Regions from separate parts of the Gossypium arboreum genome. Here region 2 is linked to region 1. The links are chromatin contacts, called in public Hi-C maps. All regions are on one chromosome and are shown on one strand. The core of a region is the stretch at or near the end of the contact, and the rest is flanking DNA. Distances in the headings are between cores, read along the strand shown. Region 1 holds the start of LOC108473787 (WD repeat-containing protein LWD1). Region 2 holds the start of LOC108453638.

Region 1 (7,677 bases), core at 3,461-5,960:
TTGGGACTTATCCAATGTACTGTTAGTCAAGTCAGTCACATCTATATCTCTATCTTTGGAGAGTCATCCGCTCCGATGCCTAAGACAAGGCATCTGCCCAATTGGACTTGATAGATGACATATTAGTTTTTCAATCAGTTTGCTCATTTTCGATTAGACTATGACATGTTTAGGTTTGTCTACTAATATGAGTTGTTTTTTTATACTACAATCCGACCATGTAATACTACTTAGTATTAGTTAAACAATAGACAACCAATGAGCAACATTTTTTTTCTATTTTTCTTTGCGTGCAAAAACCATTTGAGGATAATAATACTAAGTATATTAATCATAATCAATGAATTTGTTTTATTAACCAATCTGTTTAAAAAATTACAAGTGTTCATAGACGAAAATACTACTCTTAGGGCACCAAATCTAACAATCATGCAGTGGGTTCACTGCTTTGTTACAAAGCTCCCATTACGATGTCTCAGAATCATGAATGAGAAGAAATTATTCAGTTTTAGGCACCTATTTCAACTTTGGTGGCCATTCCGTTCATCAATTAGGGTATTCTGATAACCAAACTTCGACACTCAAGCACAACATTCAGTTAGCGTATTCGATTTCAACTTCCACTACCTGATGTCCTAGTCAAAAACACTTATATCAATATGACATCAACCTACACTGGTTGGAAATTCGGTGGAGATTTTGACTGTAATGTGGAGTGTAGAAAATTAATGTTTTACTCCCTATGTTTGGAGCTAAAGAAGATGCATAACGGGTGGGACAAGTCCTATAATGATTTGTGGCAATAGTGTTCCATAACCAATCTAGAAATGAAGCCAACGTATTTTCGTGATTGTTTGGTCCCTAAAAAAAGAGTTTTCTATCGAGTCTTTTGAACTTTTGACCAATTTAGAGAAGTTTTTTGGTACTGTAACCCATTGGTACAAAATTACGGCACTTGGTTGTATGAGACGTATGAGCATCGGTTGTTTTTACCGATTGCCTTAGATGGAAATTTGAGAATTTTTCTAATAGCATTTGCAATAACATTGAAAGAAAAGATAGATGATTGGGATTTCTTCCTGAGCCGGTTACGTCGTCATGTTGTCTTGCAACCTAATATATGCATCATCTCCAAAAAGGGACCTAAAATCCTGGCCACAATTAAACAACATGGTAGCCTTTGGGATTGTACACACCATAGGTATTGTATAAGACATATCATTACTAACTACATGACAAAATACCATTCGGATTGTCAGCGACAACAATTCATTGACATGGGTATGTAGTTGCTACTATTTCCAAAATCATGATATAATGTATACAGTGTTTGCATTCATAGGTATACTTTTTATTGATATTTGATAAGGTACGAGCTCGTCCAACATTATTTCCATGAAATGTTGGATAACTTGTGTGCCACCAACAGTGCCAGTATGACGTACCTCGCTGACATACCCCTTCAATTAGTGGACACAATCGTATGATGGAGGTTTACAATATGGGCACATGACAACGAACCTAACGAAATGTATCAATTTTAAATTGAAGGAGACGCATCATTTCTTGATAACCTTGGTTATCAAATAAACATATTTTTGCTAAATAGCCTTATTTTCAAAGCGGACATAAAAAAATGTTAGACAAATAGTGAGCGGTCACATTTGGTACAAGGGTGTGATGAAAGAAATTAAACAAAACGCAGAGACAGCAAAATTTATGTATGTAGTGTGTCACTCGCATCCAAACCTATCATTTCAGGTCGTGGAGTTCACTAGACCTAACCAAGATATTGTTGGGGCAGCGTACATGTTTCCTTAACACGAGGGACTTGCGATTGTAGGAAATTCCAAACACTTCGATTCCTATATGCACATGCAATTGCTGCATGTCCACATGCACAAATATAGTACACACCATGTATTAACGAAGAGTACAACTAGAATGCATGTACAATGTATGGAAATTTGAATTATTACCGATCCCAGATAAGAGTATGTGGCCACTTGTGTTGAGCCCCCTGTTCGAGTTGGTACCAAATATATCGTTGCGTTGTCAGCCAAAAGGTTAGCTGAATTCAACTTAGATACGTGGCAATATAGATATTCGTGAGAGGACCAATCAATCGAGTTTATGCAACTATTATAGGAACCCAAGGCATACTAAAGCAACATGTCCACAATAAGGGGATGCATTGAGGGCAATAGCTTGTTAACAAATTTATTTATTTTTTTATAGAATTTTTTTTCATTCTTTTGGTTATAGTTTATTTAATGCAATTAAATTATTCACAAACTTACATTTAAAATTTTATAAAATTATTTTAAATTATTAATATCAAATATTATGGATGGAAAATTTGTATACAATATTCATTAGAATTTAACAAAGTGAAATATGAGTTGCAACACAAAACTTGGTGGTTGCGAAGATAAGCCACATTGGTAAAACAATTACGCAGGGGGTGTTTGCGACACTATCAACAGATAAGTGTATGGTGTCGCATAATTCTGTTGCGCCACGTGGTCCGGACCTAGGATTCTAGGGCAATCGTCTTGGCCTCTTTGAACGAATTTGCCTACTCCTTACCTCCACCGATAGTAGATACGGCATTTTGTGGTATCTAAACCATGGCATGTACTCTGCAGAGGTTTCCATTTTTAGTGCGCAAAAAGGTTCGTGCATGGGTATGAAATCATTCCTACGTTCCCAAATGTCAATATATTCCTTATGGAATTCCCGTCAATCTTCGTCGGTTTTCCTCACAAATCAAGCTTGTGCAGTGCTTCGATGTCTTGCGATGGTGGTGGAATATTTTTCCTCCACTCGAACTACCACATCACTCGATCTGATTCGTGTATCTCCACCTTCATGTAAATTACTAATAGCACATTCACATCTCACATATTACGATTGGCAAAATTTTCAGAACGGATGCATTCTACGATTACTTTATCGACGTATGACATCTATTCAAACTGTAGTACACAATTCTAAATTTTGTTATCTACAAAATATTAAATTTCAAATCATTACATAATTATTATATGTTTGAAAATTTCAACAACTAACCTCGGCTTTTGAGCGTTGATCTAACAACAGTCGAATATCTTCGAGCTACTCCGGTAGTCCCACATAACTCAGGTCGAAAGTTTCACCTACTTAAACAATATGTCAATTCAAACATATAAAAAATAAACAACATTTACTATGGTAAGTATATTATTACCAAATGAATTTTACCTTGTCACCAATGGGAATTTATAAAGGGCGTCGACTCGAGGACGTAAAAATGGTAGCTGCCACCACACCCATAACTGTAGCAAGAGCATGCAACCACCGATTGACATCTTATTCAGTTCTGTCGCCCAGTACAACATGGCTAACACGGCTGATCCTTTACTGAGTTGATCGCATTCTTTGAAGTTAACCGAATGTAGTAGCCACCTTAATTGCACCAAACTTTAAGATTTCTCGGGCATTTGAAGGCCCCTGATTAACCTCAGGATGAATGCTCGGACGTATTATTCTTTTTCAAGGACAATCACGTGTTCATCAAGTTTACTGAAATTTTCTTCTAACCATTTGATCTCTATCCGACTACCTTGAAACTTGTTCAACACCTTCCTTAATAGTGCGTTGCAAAGGTCCTTCTTAACAAGAATGATAACTGGCCTCGTAATGACTCGCCCATCCACAGGTAAGCCCAATTGTAAAGCCATGCCCTCTAGAGTGATTGTACACTCACTGCACAGAAGGTGGAATGTCAATATCTCGGGTCTCTATCTTTCCACCAATGCGTTGATAAGTGTGGGATCTAATTTATAGCTACCGACCATACAAGGTATATGTAAGAATCTCGTATATTGCAAATGGAAACGAACTGCTTTGGGTTCGCTCTTTGATAGATTGTGTATGAACCCCTCCACAACCCGATCATCCGCCTATTTCTATCAACAAAATAAATTATAATTTTAAAAATTTTAAAAACTTTAAAATTTACTTAATTAAAATTAATTAAGTAAAAAATTTTCCTTATGATTGCCAATCGCATGGCGAAAATGTGCTTGTCATCGAAACGAATAAGAGAACTTGTCATTCGTGATAAATTAATTAAAATGAATAATTTACAAAATAATAAAGTAAAACTAGAATATTTTTATTGAAATTTATTGGAAAATTTGGAACTAATCTTGAGAAAATAGAGAGAATAAAGAGAATGAAGAGAATTGAATTTGAGTGAAAACAATGAAAAATAGTCTTGGTTTATATAGGAAAAAAAGTTACTGTTGGCTATTTATAATTTTACGATTGGTAGGATTTGAAATTTGACAGTTTAGAATTTACCATTGAAGGAAAGCTCATCCAACTGTATGCCCTTTCATGACAACTGTGTAGAAAACACGTCTAGCTCTCTTCAAAATAAACTTATTTTCTTAATTTTCCAAAAAAAAACCGTGTATTTTAAAAATAAAAATTTTCAATATTTTTAGCTAATTTATCTCCATTAATAGTATAAAATACATATTAATAATTCAAGTACAACATTAGATTTTTTAAAGTACAACATTAAACATTTTATAAAATATATATATTGATGATACAATTACCACATTAAATATTTTACAAAACTACATCTATTCAAATATAATATTCTGTAAAAGAATATTCTGTTATATTCAAATACAAGACCCATATTTTTTTCACGTGAATGGAAAATACTAATGAGGAGATAACATTATTTCAAACGCATTTTCAGTCCTTCACAATTTTAAAATATTATTTAAGTCAGAGGAAAAAAAAATGTCAGGCTTTATCTTCTAAAATCTTCATTTGATCCGGTAGTAACATTTCTGTGGTATAGCCTTGGAATAAGAAACCAAAGGGAGTGGCAGTGGAAGATGGCCGCTAGCAGCGATCCTAACCCGGAGGGTTCCGATGAGCAGCAGAAACGATCCGAGATATACACTTACGAGGCCCCTTGGCATATCTACGCCATGAACTGGAGTGTCCGCCGCGACAAGAAATACCGTCTCGCCATCGCCAGCTTGCTCGAGCATTACAACAACCGCCTTGAGATTGTCCAGCTCGATGACTCCAATGGCGAGATCCGATCGGACCCAAATCTCTCCTTCGATCATCCTTATCCCCCGACCAAGACCATCTTCATCCCCGACAAGGAGTGCCAGAAACCCGACCTTCTCGCCACGTCCTCCGACTTCCTCCGCATTTGGCGCATCTCCGATGACCACTCCCGCGTCGACCTCAAGTCTCTCCTTAATGGCAATAAGAACAGTGAATTCTGCGGTCCTCTTACCTCCTTCGACTGGAATGAGGCGGAGCCCAAGCGAATCGGCACCTCCTCCATTGATACGACTTGTACTATATGGGATATCGAGAGGGAGACGGTGGATACCCAGCTTATCGCCCACGATAAGGAGGTTTATGATATTGCCTGGGGCGGCGTCGGTGTTTTTGCTTCCGTCTCTGCTGATGGGTCCGTTAGGGTTTTCGACCTGCGCGACAAGGAGCACTCCACTATCATTTATGAAAGTTCGGAGCCCGATACTCCGCTTGTACGGTTGGGGTGGAACAAGCAGGACCCGAGATATATGGCTACTATAATTATGGACAGTGCTAAGGTTGTTGTTTTGGATATCCGCTTCCCGACACTGCCGGTAGTTGAGCTGCAGAGGCACCAGGCTAGCGTCAATGCCATCGCATGGGCACCCCACAGCTCTTGCCACATTTGCACCGCCGGGGATGATTCCCAGGCCTTGATTTGGGACTTGTCCTCCATGAGTCAGCCTGTGGAGGGTGGGCTTGACCCCATCCTTGCCTACACCGCTGGGGCTGAAATCGAGCAGTTACAGTGGTCATCTTCCCAGCCTGATTGGGTTGCCATCGCCTTCTCCACCAAGCTTCAGATTCTCAGGGTATGAGTGAATGGGATTGGTATATTGGGTCGTATTCAATGCTAAATTGCTAATTCATAGTCTAGTAATTGTACTCAGATCTATAGGAATAACAAGATTGTTGCTGTCGTTGTGTCTGAGCTGACTAAAAATCCCAAAACTGTTTTGGTTTTCCTGTTGTTTCGTTTGTCTTCAACATGTTTGGATAGTTGATTGAACACCAATCTCTTTATTCTGTTCTTATTTTAGTGTTTCCCATTCCTTTACATCCAAACCTTTCCCTGTTTTATTGTAGTTGTGAGAGCAAAAGAGCTGCAGACTCATTTTTTTAGAACGCATGGGAAGCAGTGATTTATGGACCCTGAACTGAAACACAAGATCAAGACGACCACTCTTTGCCGTTTGGTTTATGCAACATAATCTTTGTCGTTCTGTTGGACAAGATGAGTGTGTTTTCAGTTTATTTGGTTGTCTGATAAGTTTGATTAGTTACTATAAATGTGATAAATGATGGGCAGGAAGATATGGGTGGCTTACCCTGGGCTGCTTTCAGATGCTTGTGTTGTGTTAATGTTAAAACTAGCTTTAGCCATAGAATTGTTATAAGAATGACTAAGTTCTTGATTGATCGATGGAAAACCAAATCAGTTATAACCTTATAGGTGAAAGGAGTGCTTTAGAAGGCAATATAGCAATGCCATCAATGGCCAACTACATGACTGAAGGACACCAATTGGTTCACGTGGAGTGAAATCTTTGTTAAGGGAGAAACATTGTAAAGGGTGGCGGCATGGGGACGAGTGGTCATTAGTAGAGCAATATAAAATATCTGTTGTCATGTCGCGTATTTGACCTCTTGCAGTTGTGTTGGTTTAGTTTCACAAGTTGATTTTCTGTCCCCTGTTTTTGTTAAATACGCTGAGGATGGTTACAGAGAAGTATCTAAAATCTTTTAGTATGTCTATACTTTGGAGAATTCACTGTGATTGCATTTTACTAGATACATGATAAACTTTGGCTGATCATTTTCATTTCTATTCAGAACATATGTTTAATATTAACAGTGTCATTTTCTTATTAATGGTTTGCCGCATCCTTGCTGAGAGTTCAAATTGGGAAGTTTCCAGAATTTAAGTATCACTACATGCATCCTTTTGCCTTTATTAGTTTATCTCAACCTAGGTCATCATGCACAGCTCAAATATAAAATAGCAAATAGGATGCCATTAATTGTCCTTTCACTTTTTTTTTCTTTTTTCTTTTCTCGGTAATAGGCTTCTGATAACATTTTTTAGTCTTTGTTCCAGTGGTTTAGCATATTTATATATAATAGCAGGTTAGAATTCGAATCTAGTTAGTATGGTCTTACAAGCTCCAACCTGCTCGCTTTCATGCAGTATGAATTACCTTGCAGTCATTTAGTTAGCATGAATTACTTTTATAATCTTGATCTTAGAGAAATTCCTCTTTCAGTTTCTTTTTCAGTATTCATCAGTTCCATACATGTTATATAAGAAGCATACATATGTAAAGGATGAGAAATAGTTTCATGATCTACTTAAATTCTTAAATATCTCAATTTAATATCTGTGCTGACTGTTGAGATTTTTAATTAATCTGATGATGAGTGATGCTTCTTTCGGAGACTCAAATGAGGTAGGCTGTATTTCATAAAATCACTACTAGTATAATTGCAGCTTGGGGTGAGCATTTGATGGATTTAAACCTTTCAAAATAACAGAACCAACTGAACTCTTTGGAA
Region 2 (7,677 bases), core at 1,620-4,119, 420 kb after region 1:
TCACAATTCATTTTTTCCCTTTTTGTGTCTTTAAGAAAAGGATGTAAATGATAATTGAATGTTGATAGTATTGTTGGGACTTTATTTTCAGAGTAATGCTAGTCTTTTCCAGGAAAAAAATAAAAAAAAAAGAAAAAGAAAAAAAGAATGGGAAGTAGTCTGTCCCATAATTTTACATCTTATTCTTCTGTCAGTTCTTCCAATTCCCTCACCCTTTTGTAAAATAAAGTGAACGAGGTCGGTTGGTCTTTTAATTGTTCATATGCCATGAGATTCCATGATGTCGTTTGTTCCAGAATTGTTGATATGCTAGATTCGCTCTGTTTTGTCTTCCAACTCTCAACCCTGGAATTTTCCTTTTGTACCAGTTTCAAAGCTTAAGATCAATATGTTTTTTAGGCTTTAAACTAAAAAACACTATTAGGGCTATTGTATGAGTTGATGGTACATGGGAGATTCGATTGAGAACCACGGTCTTTGTTAGTTTCTCCTGTGGAGATCCCTTGGGGGCTACTGATTTTCTTTAAGGCACTGTTCAGTAATCAGGAGACACAGAAGACCAAAGAACGGAATTAATTGGACTTTCTTCTTCATTGTCAGAGGGAACTTGGTTTTCAAGCTCTATAAGATCCAACTTGGATAACATTTTGTTTGCAAAACTCAAAAAGTTAATCGACGGAAGCATCATCATTTCTGCAAACTGTCAGGCAGGCTCGTATTTAACAGGCCTTGTATAGAATCTTCAAGTCTCTTCCACATTCCATAACATACTTGCCCAGATTGATTGTATATAAAGTTACAATATATGTATATACATATATAGAAAAGCTTAAAGTTGAGCATAGCTGTATCAAGCATGTATCCAACACTCATCTCAAGTTCCAAAAGCATAGCTTGAAAAAGGGTTAAAGCAACCAGCTTACATTGTTAGCTCAGAAGGTTTAGAGACCAACAGTGTGGTCTGTTTGTAGAAGAAAAGAGTAGGATAAAGGCAATAAAGGCAAGAGTGAGAGACAAGCTGATTCACTTGAACAGTTGAATAGCATTCAGCCAATAAAGTATATATATGCATGCTTGAATAATAGTCCAAAACTTACTATAAATCTTCAATGAAGCTGTTACCAACAAACCACATTGATGCAGGGTTTTAACAGAGATAAACAAACAGTACACAAACATTTCCATTAGTCACTAGATTCACGTAAAATCCTTATTTTATGTTCTTCGAATTTAAAGGAAAAATCAGTTAAAAAACAATGGCACTAAAGATCTTACTCTCCAATTCCTGTTCTTCAATCCACATGGAACTTCTTCTACGCACTAGATCTTTCGCCTCTTTCTTCTTATTCTCATGTAGCGTTTGTTTCATTCTCCAATTTTCAAGCTTTTCTGCTCTTTCTTTCAACTGCATTCATGGAAATAGAACCTTGACCATTTGATAAAGACCAAGATTTGAAGGATCAAGTAACTTCATATTCAAATTGAGAAGTAGAAATAGGGCCATAGATATAAGGTAAGGCTAGGGGCTTAACCAGGCCGAGTTGAGCTCAAGCCTGAAAGAAACTTGAGCTTGATACAAAATCAATAAGATTAAAAAAAATCCAGCTTCATTCTCCAATTTTCAAGCTTTTCTGCTCTTTCTTTCAACTGCATTCATGGAAATAGAACCTTGACCATTTGATAAAGACCAAGATTTGAAGGATCAAGTAACTTCATATTCAAATTGAGAAGTAGAAATAGGGCCGTAGATATAAGGTAAGGCTAGGGGCTTAACCAGGCCGAGTTGAGCTCAAGCCTGAAAGAAACTTGAGCTTGATACAAAATCAATAAGATTAAAAAAAATCCAGCTGCTTGAGATCGGCTCAATTCCCATGCTCAACTTCAAACTCAATAATGTTAGTAGTAAGCAGAAGTATATCATCATGTTGACCGAGATCAACCGTAATTACCATATCACCTAGCCATGGTAGAATGAGAATCAACCATATCCACCAAGGCATCAAGGGATAACAACTATTATGATATAGGATATCCATACAGTCAAAGTGTAAATGCCAGTATAAATTTAGTTCGTCGATTCAATGGAACAAATGGATAGGCTTGGGAGATTCTCCTACTCAACTTAAACTAACGAATAAAGGTAACAATAAAATTTAATTTCTTAACTGAACATTAACTTTATTTTATATATAAACTAACATAATCGAAAGATAGGCAAAGGAAATTAGGGTTTTGAATCTGGTGTTTCACTTAAACAAACCTACCAATCCCAATTTCCAATTTTTTTAATTTTATAACTGAAATTCATCATAAAATTCAAGAAACAAAGTATGAGTGGTAGAAGATTACCAGGGTTTGTCGAAACTCTTCTTCAGCAACCATACGCTCTTGAGCTCTAACCTTAGCAGCCTCAGCCTTAAGCCTTTTACGCTCCTCATTAGCAACTCGTATAGCCTCTTTCCTAGCCTCTTCTTTTCTGAGCTTCTCAAGACGCAACAACTCCATCTCGTGGATGTACTCCTTGCGTACATTTTTTACTTGCTTGGCGTAGTCTCGTCGCAACAGGGCGAGTTTCTTCTCGGCCTCTTTGGGGTTGTTGGGGGTCTTCCAGCTGCCCAACAAGGAGTTGGGATCTAAATATTTGTGGGTTTTCTGGTGGTGGTTCTGGTGGGATGATTTGGTGGAGAATGAGCGGGTGAGGGTTTTGGAGAGGGTCCTGAAAGAGTTCGGCATTACTGTGTTCTTCGAAGCTACTCTGCTGCTGGTGGAGAAAGAGGAGGGTTTTGTTTGTGTTGGGCATGGGCTACTCTGCCATTAATGGAGGCCCAATCCAAGAAACAGTTCCAATTACTCAACACAACCGCCTAATCCCATCGTTCATTTCCCTTCTCCAAACTACACCCCAGTTTTCACTCATTAATCATTATTATTATTTTCTAAATTTTTTAAGGTTTAATTCTAATTTCGTACTTTTATTCCTCTGTTTTAATTTGTCGGAATTTGTTTTTACAAAAATTAAGAAGTTGATCAAATTAGATAATATCATGATAGATCGATGACTTGAAAATTAACCGTTCATTAATTTTATATGTAAAGAGTTAGTAATAGTTTTGTAATTTGTATAGCAAAAATAAACTCTTCAAATTTATGTATTTAACTAATAATTGGATTAATTTCTCATTTTTCATAAAGTACAGATTAAATTTTGACAAATTAAATGATAAGGATGAATTTCTCAACTTTCTTAACATAGAGAGATGAAATTTAGAATTAAATCTTTTTTTTTAATTTTTCTGGGAGAAAGGCACCTGTTTACTCTTTGAATTTGAAAATTTTTCTTAATTTTGTCAAGTTTAAAGATTAATGTGAAAAAATAAAATTAAGGAACTAAGTTGACAACACGAACTAAAGTATGCTTTATTTCTCATTTATTTATCTATTTTGAGTTAAAATATGTATTAAGTTTTTGTACTTTTGTATATTCAACATATAGTTCTTTTACTTTTATTTATAGGAATTTAGTTCTTTACTTTTTTATAGGTTTAATTGTTAGTATGTTAAAATTTTTCTATTAAATTCATTGATTTGATATTTTAAAATAAAAAATACTCACTTGATAGTCATATAACAAAAAAAAAGACAGTTGTAATAAGTTTGAATTTAATAGAATAATTTTAATAATTTTAGATCCAAAAAGTAGAAGGATAAAATTAGTTAAAATAAAAGTAGTAAGACTAAATTACAAATGTACAAAGAGGGCAGGGAGCTATAGCATATTTTAACCATTACTTTGACTAATTTCAAGGTTTTACAGCGCGGCAAGTAAAACCGACAGCCAGAAAGAAGGAAATTTGTAAAAACATCAGATCTGGGAATAATACATTGCTTTTTTTGTCTTTCGTAATTATGCGGAGGTTTACAAACTAACTAGTTGATTCGTTTTTCCGTTAAAAATTTCGGTTTTCCGTTGAACCAGACTGCCATTTTTTAACTTCTTCTTTCTATTTTGTTGCTTAGGTCGGGGCTGCATAGGCAGCATGGGAAACAAGGAGCTGGAGGAGGAGGAGTAGGAGCAAAGGGAATTTACGCCAAACTAACGATTGCCGTTGTGGTGCTTTTGATCTGCACGCTCTCGCTTTTGTTTTCGGCTACAATTGGCGGAAATCGCGGATCTCTAGAGCCTTCCGAGGTTAGTGGTTCTTGTAAAGAGTTAGGATCTGATCGTCTTGAATTTGATCCCTGGCTTTGTGATTAAATTTTCAGTATTAAGCGAATTTGCGGATTGCTTCTATTATCAGATTGTTGAAACTTAATAAGGCGTAAATGTTGTTAGTTTGTTATAATGGGTAGCTAAGTTTGTTGTCTGAGTTAGTCTATAGTAATGCTCACGCTCTATAGAAGCCTTGGGGGAATCTCTTGTTTGATGCGTCTGCAAACCATCTCATTTGGTCGGTACTTTATTTGGCGTTTGTAATGTACCTCATAAATTGACCTATTTACTTGCATGAAAATTCATCAAAGTGGAAATGTTTTATTTATTGCATTGGTTTGGTTTTATGCTAATTTGCTAGGATCATGCGGATTAAGTCCAAGAGGATCATTAGCTAGTTTTCAGAGACTTTAGGTGTTTTTATGCATGATTCCGCTTCCTTTAACAATATTTGTTGATAGGTTTTTGTTATCTTTATAGGAAATGGTTTGAGATAATCATAATAAAACAGTTCCTCTGTAGTCAGATGCTTGAGACTGGTTGTTGTATTATTTCATACTATATACCTGTGGGAGCTAAACCAGTGAATAGGATTTATTCTCGCCCTTTCCCACTTTTAATGGCTGGTCACCATTGTCAATCACTCTAACCTTTGATCATTCTTTTGTCTTTTTTCTGAAATATTTATTCAGATCAATGCAGAAGAACTTTGGGAAAGTGCCAAGTCTAGTGGATGGAGGCCTTCATCTGCTCCACGATCTGACTGGCCCTGTAACTACTCACAACTTTCCCAAAGAAAAAAAATTATGTTTGAATTGATTTTATGTAAAAATGTAAGTTCCTTAGAATTCTTATTGCTATATTCTGGCAGCTCCTCCAAGGGAAACTAATGGTTATCTTCGAGTCCGTTGCAATGGCGGTCTGAACCAACAACGCAGCGCGGTTTGTCTTAACCTTTTTGCTGTAAATTCTACTCTATCATACTCTGTGTTTCCATGGAAATCAAATGGGTGCAAGCCAGCTTGAGTTTTTATGGTTATGTTTTGTTTTAGATTCTTAGTGTAAAAAGGCTTAAAAGTTTAAAATAGAGTTAGATTGTGTTGATATTGCTTCTGTGGTTTATAAATTTTAAATAAAATATTAAGTTTGCTTCTTTTGGTGTCCTAGATCTGTAATGCAGTTCTTGCTGCACGAATTATGAATGCCACACTTGTACTGCCTGAGCTGGATGCAAACTCCTTTTGGCATGATGAAAGGTAAAATCTTGTCTCGTCATTTCCTTACCCCCTTTTTTTTTCAATTTATTTGAAATTCACTGGGTACTTCTATAACAGAAGCAGTGTACGTGATGAGTATGGACACAGATTTTAGATGGAAAATTTTCAGATAGAATTTAAACATTTATTTAAACAGTGCAAAAACTTAATGGCTTGGCAATTATAGGCATTTTCTTTTTTGGAAGCCATAGGAAGTGAAATTCTGATTTCTTGGATTTGGCATCTTAGAGAGGCTAACAGAAGATTATTAAAATTTATGATTGTTTGCAATATTTTCATCTGCATTTGTGAAGCTTAATGTGTTCTCTTGCTGTGCATGGCTTTATCTTTTCTAATTTGTTCACTGGGGAATAGGTGGCTTCCCCTCTCTGCTACTCTTCTAATTGAACTTGCTATGGTTACGGCAAATTTGTGTTAATTTGATTGGTCAACTTGAGTCATCTTCATTTCAATTTATTATGGTTCAAGTTACCTGTAAGTTTAGAGAAGTTACTCAGATTTTTTTGTATTTATCATTCTTAGTTTGTTTGGTGAACTGGCTCCTAAACTAAGAAATCCAAGGATTATTAGGAAGAGAACCACTAGCAGTTTGGAAGATCCAACTAGGATATGAGCTTGCTCATGAACTCGAATCACTTTCTACATTATTTTCTGTAGTTTTTGGTTTGGTATATCTGCTTTATCTTTGAGAAGCTTTTTATACTGCAATGTGATTGAATAGAGTGATGATTAATATATGATTTGCTCAGGCCATAGTTTCTGTTCTCTAAGATATCAGAAATTTTCAGCAACTGATGTTTTTGAACTAGTTATTTAATCAATTCCATTTCTAGACTTTTTTTTCTGCCGTTTCTTCTCCCTGAAACTTAAACCACCATTAATGTAGAGATCTTTTGTGAGTTTACAATAATTTTGTGCAGTCATTTTTATGTTTTAATTTATATGGTTGCTGAATATTAATTGTTCACCTTCCTAACAAAAAAATTAGGAATATATACACACATCACATGGAATGTGTTTTCCAGCTCTTTATTGAAGCAATATGCCACTGTACTTGTGGACCGTTTGCAATTAAATTGTAACGATACCATCTTTTCTCTCCAGTGGTTTCAAAGGTATCTATGATGTTGAGCATTTTATCCAGACATTGAAGTATGATGTACAAATTGTGGAAAGCATACCTGAAATCCAAAAAAATGGCAAAACCAAGAAGATAAAAGGGTATCAGGTGTGAAATATTGGAGCCATCGATTATAATAATCAGTTAGGCAAATAATTTTTAAGTTTTGTAGAAGTTGTTGAAACTTATGTCTTTTCTCTGCTCTTGCTTCTTTGTCTATTCATTTAGCTTCGCCCCCCGAGGGATGCTCCTATCGAGTGGTATACAACAGTTGCTCTCAAGAAAATGCAAGAACATGGTGCTATTTATCTGACTCCCTTTTCACATCGTCTTGCTGAAGAAATTGACAATCCCGAGTATCAACGGTTGAGGTGTAGAGTTAACTATCACGCTTTGAGGTTCAAGCCAAATATTATGCAGTTAAGTGAGTCAATAGTTGATAAACTCCGGGCACAGGGTCATTTCATGTCGATCCATCTTCGTTTTGAGATGGATATGCTGGCATTTGCTGGGTATGTTCTTTTTGTTATCATTTTATATCTATGTTAATTCATTCACAGTTGCCATAGGTTGTCTAGGCTATGCATTCATTTTGCTTGGGGCTTTGTGCCTGAATAGCCTTAGCTGTAACATTAAGAAATATAAAATCTTTCATCTCCTTATACAGTGCATGCAAGGTCAGTGTGCATCTACATATCATTGTTTGAAATCATTATTAGTGCATTATGAAAGTTTTCAAGAGAGCATTTAATAGAACTGTTCTGTCTTTTATTAACTAAACAACTGAATTTAAATAGAGAAAAAGAGTATAACCTAATTGGGAAAATAATTCCCTTATTCTAATAAACTACTAAAACATAAGGAAAATAATTCTCGATTCTAATCAACTACTAAAATAAAAATAAAATATTCCTAGAATATCTTAAATGATTTATTCTAAGATTTATTTACCTAAATAACTTTAAAATATATCCCCAAAATATATCGGTTTCACATATTTCAACACCCTCACTCAAGTTGGTACATATATATCAATCATGCCCAACTTGCTTACAAGAAAATCAAAGCTT

The links. A called contact is a pair of places that touch in the nucleus more often than the background predicts.
Region 2: a Hi-C map of leaf shows a contact between it and region 1, with 2.6 times the contacts expected there. The contact joins the promoter of LOC108453638 here to the promoter of LOC108473787 in region 1. A contact is called at or near these places in 2 of 5 Hi-C or Micro-C datasets (both in leaf).

What each region holds. Positions count from the first base shown.
Region 1 is chr10:46,545,339-46,553,015 of ASM2569848v2, forward strand. LOC108473787 (WD repeat-containing protein LWD1) reads left to right here and starts at 4,711. Exons shown (of 2, transcript XM_017775540.2): 1 at 4,711-5,936; 2 at 6,211-7,677. The coding sequence starts at 4,902. The coding sequence ends at 6,216.
Region 2 is chr10:46,965,812-46,973,488 of ASM2569848v2, forward strand. It overlaps LOC108453638, which reads right to left and starts at 2,870. Exons shown (of 2, transcript XM_053019894.1): 1 at 2,350-2,870; 2 at 1,023-1,647. The coding sequence starts at 2,733. The coding sequence ends at 1,591. It overlaps LOC108456664 (O-fucosyltransferase 1-like), which reads left to right and starts at 3,783. Exons shown (of 10, transcript XR_008272273.1): 1 at 3,783-3,914; 2 at 4,018-4,189; 3 at 4,903-4,981; 4 at 5,082-5,152; 5 at 5,378-5,466; 6 at 6,592-6,715; 7 at 6,836-7,119. LOC108453619 (alkaline ceramidase-like) reads left to right here. Exons shown (of 4, transcript XM_053019893.1): 4 at 1-1,376.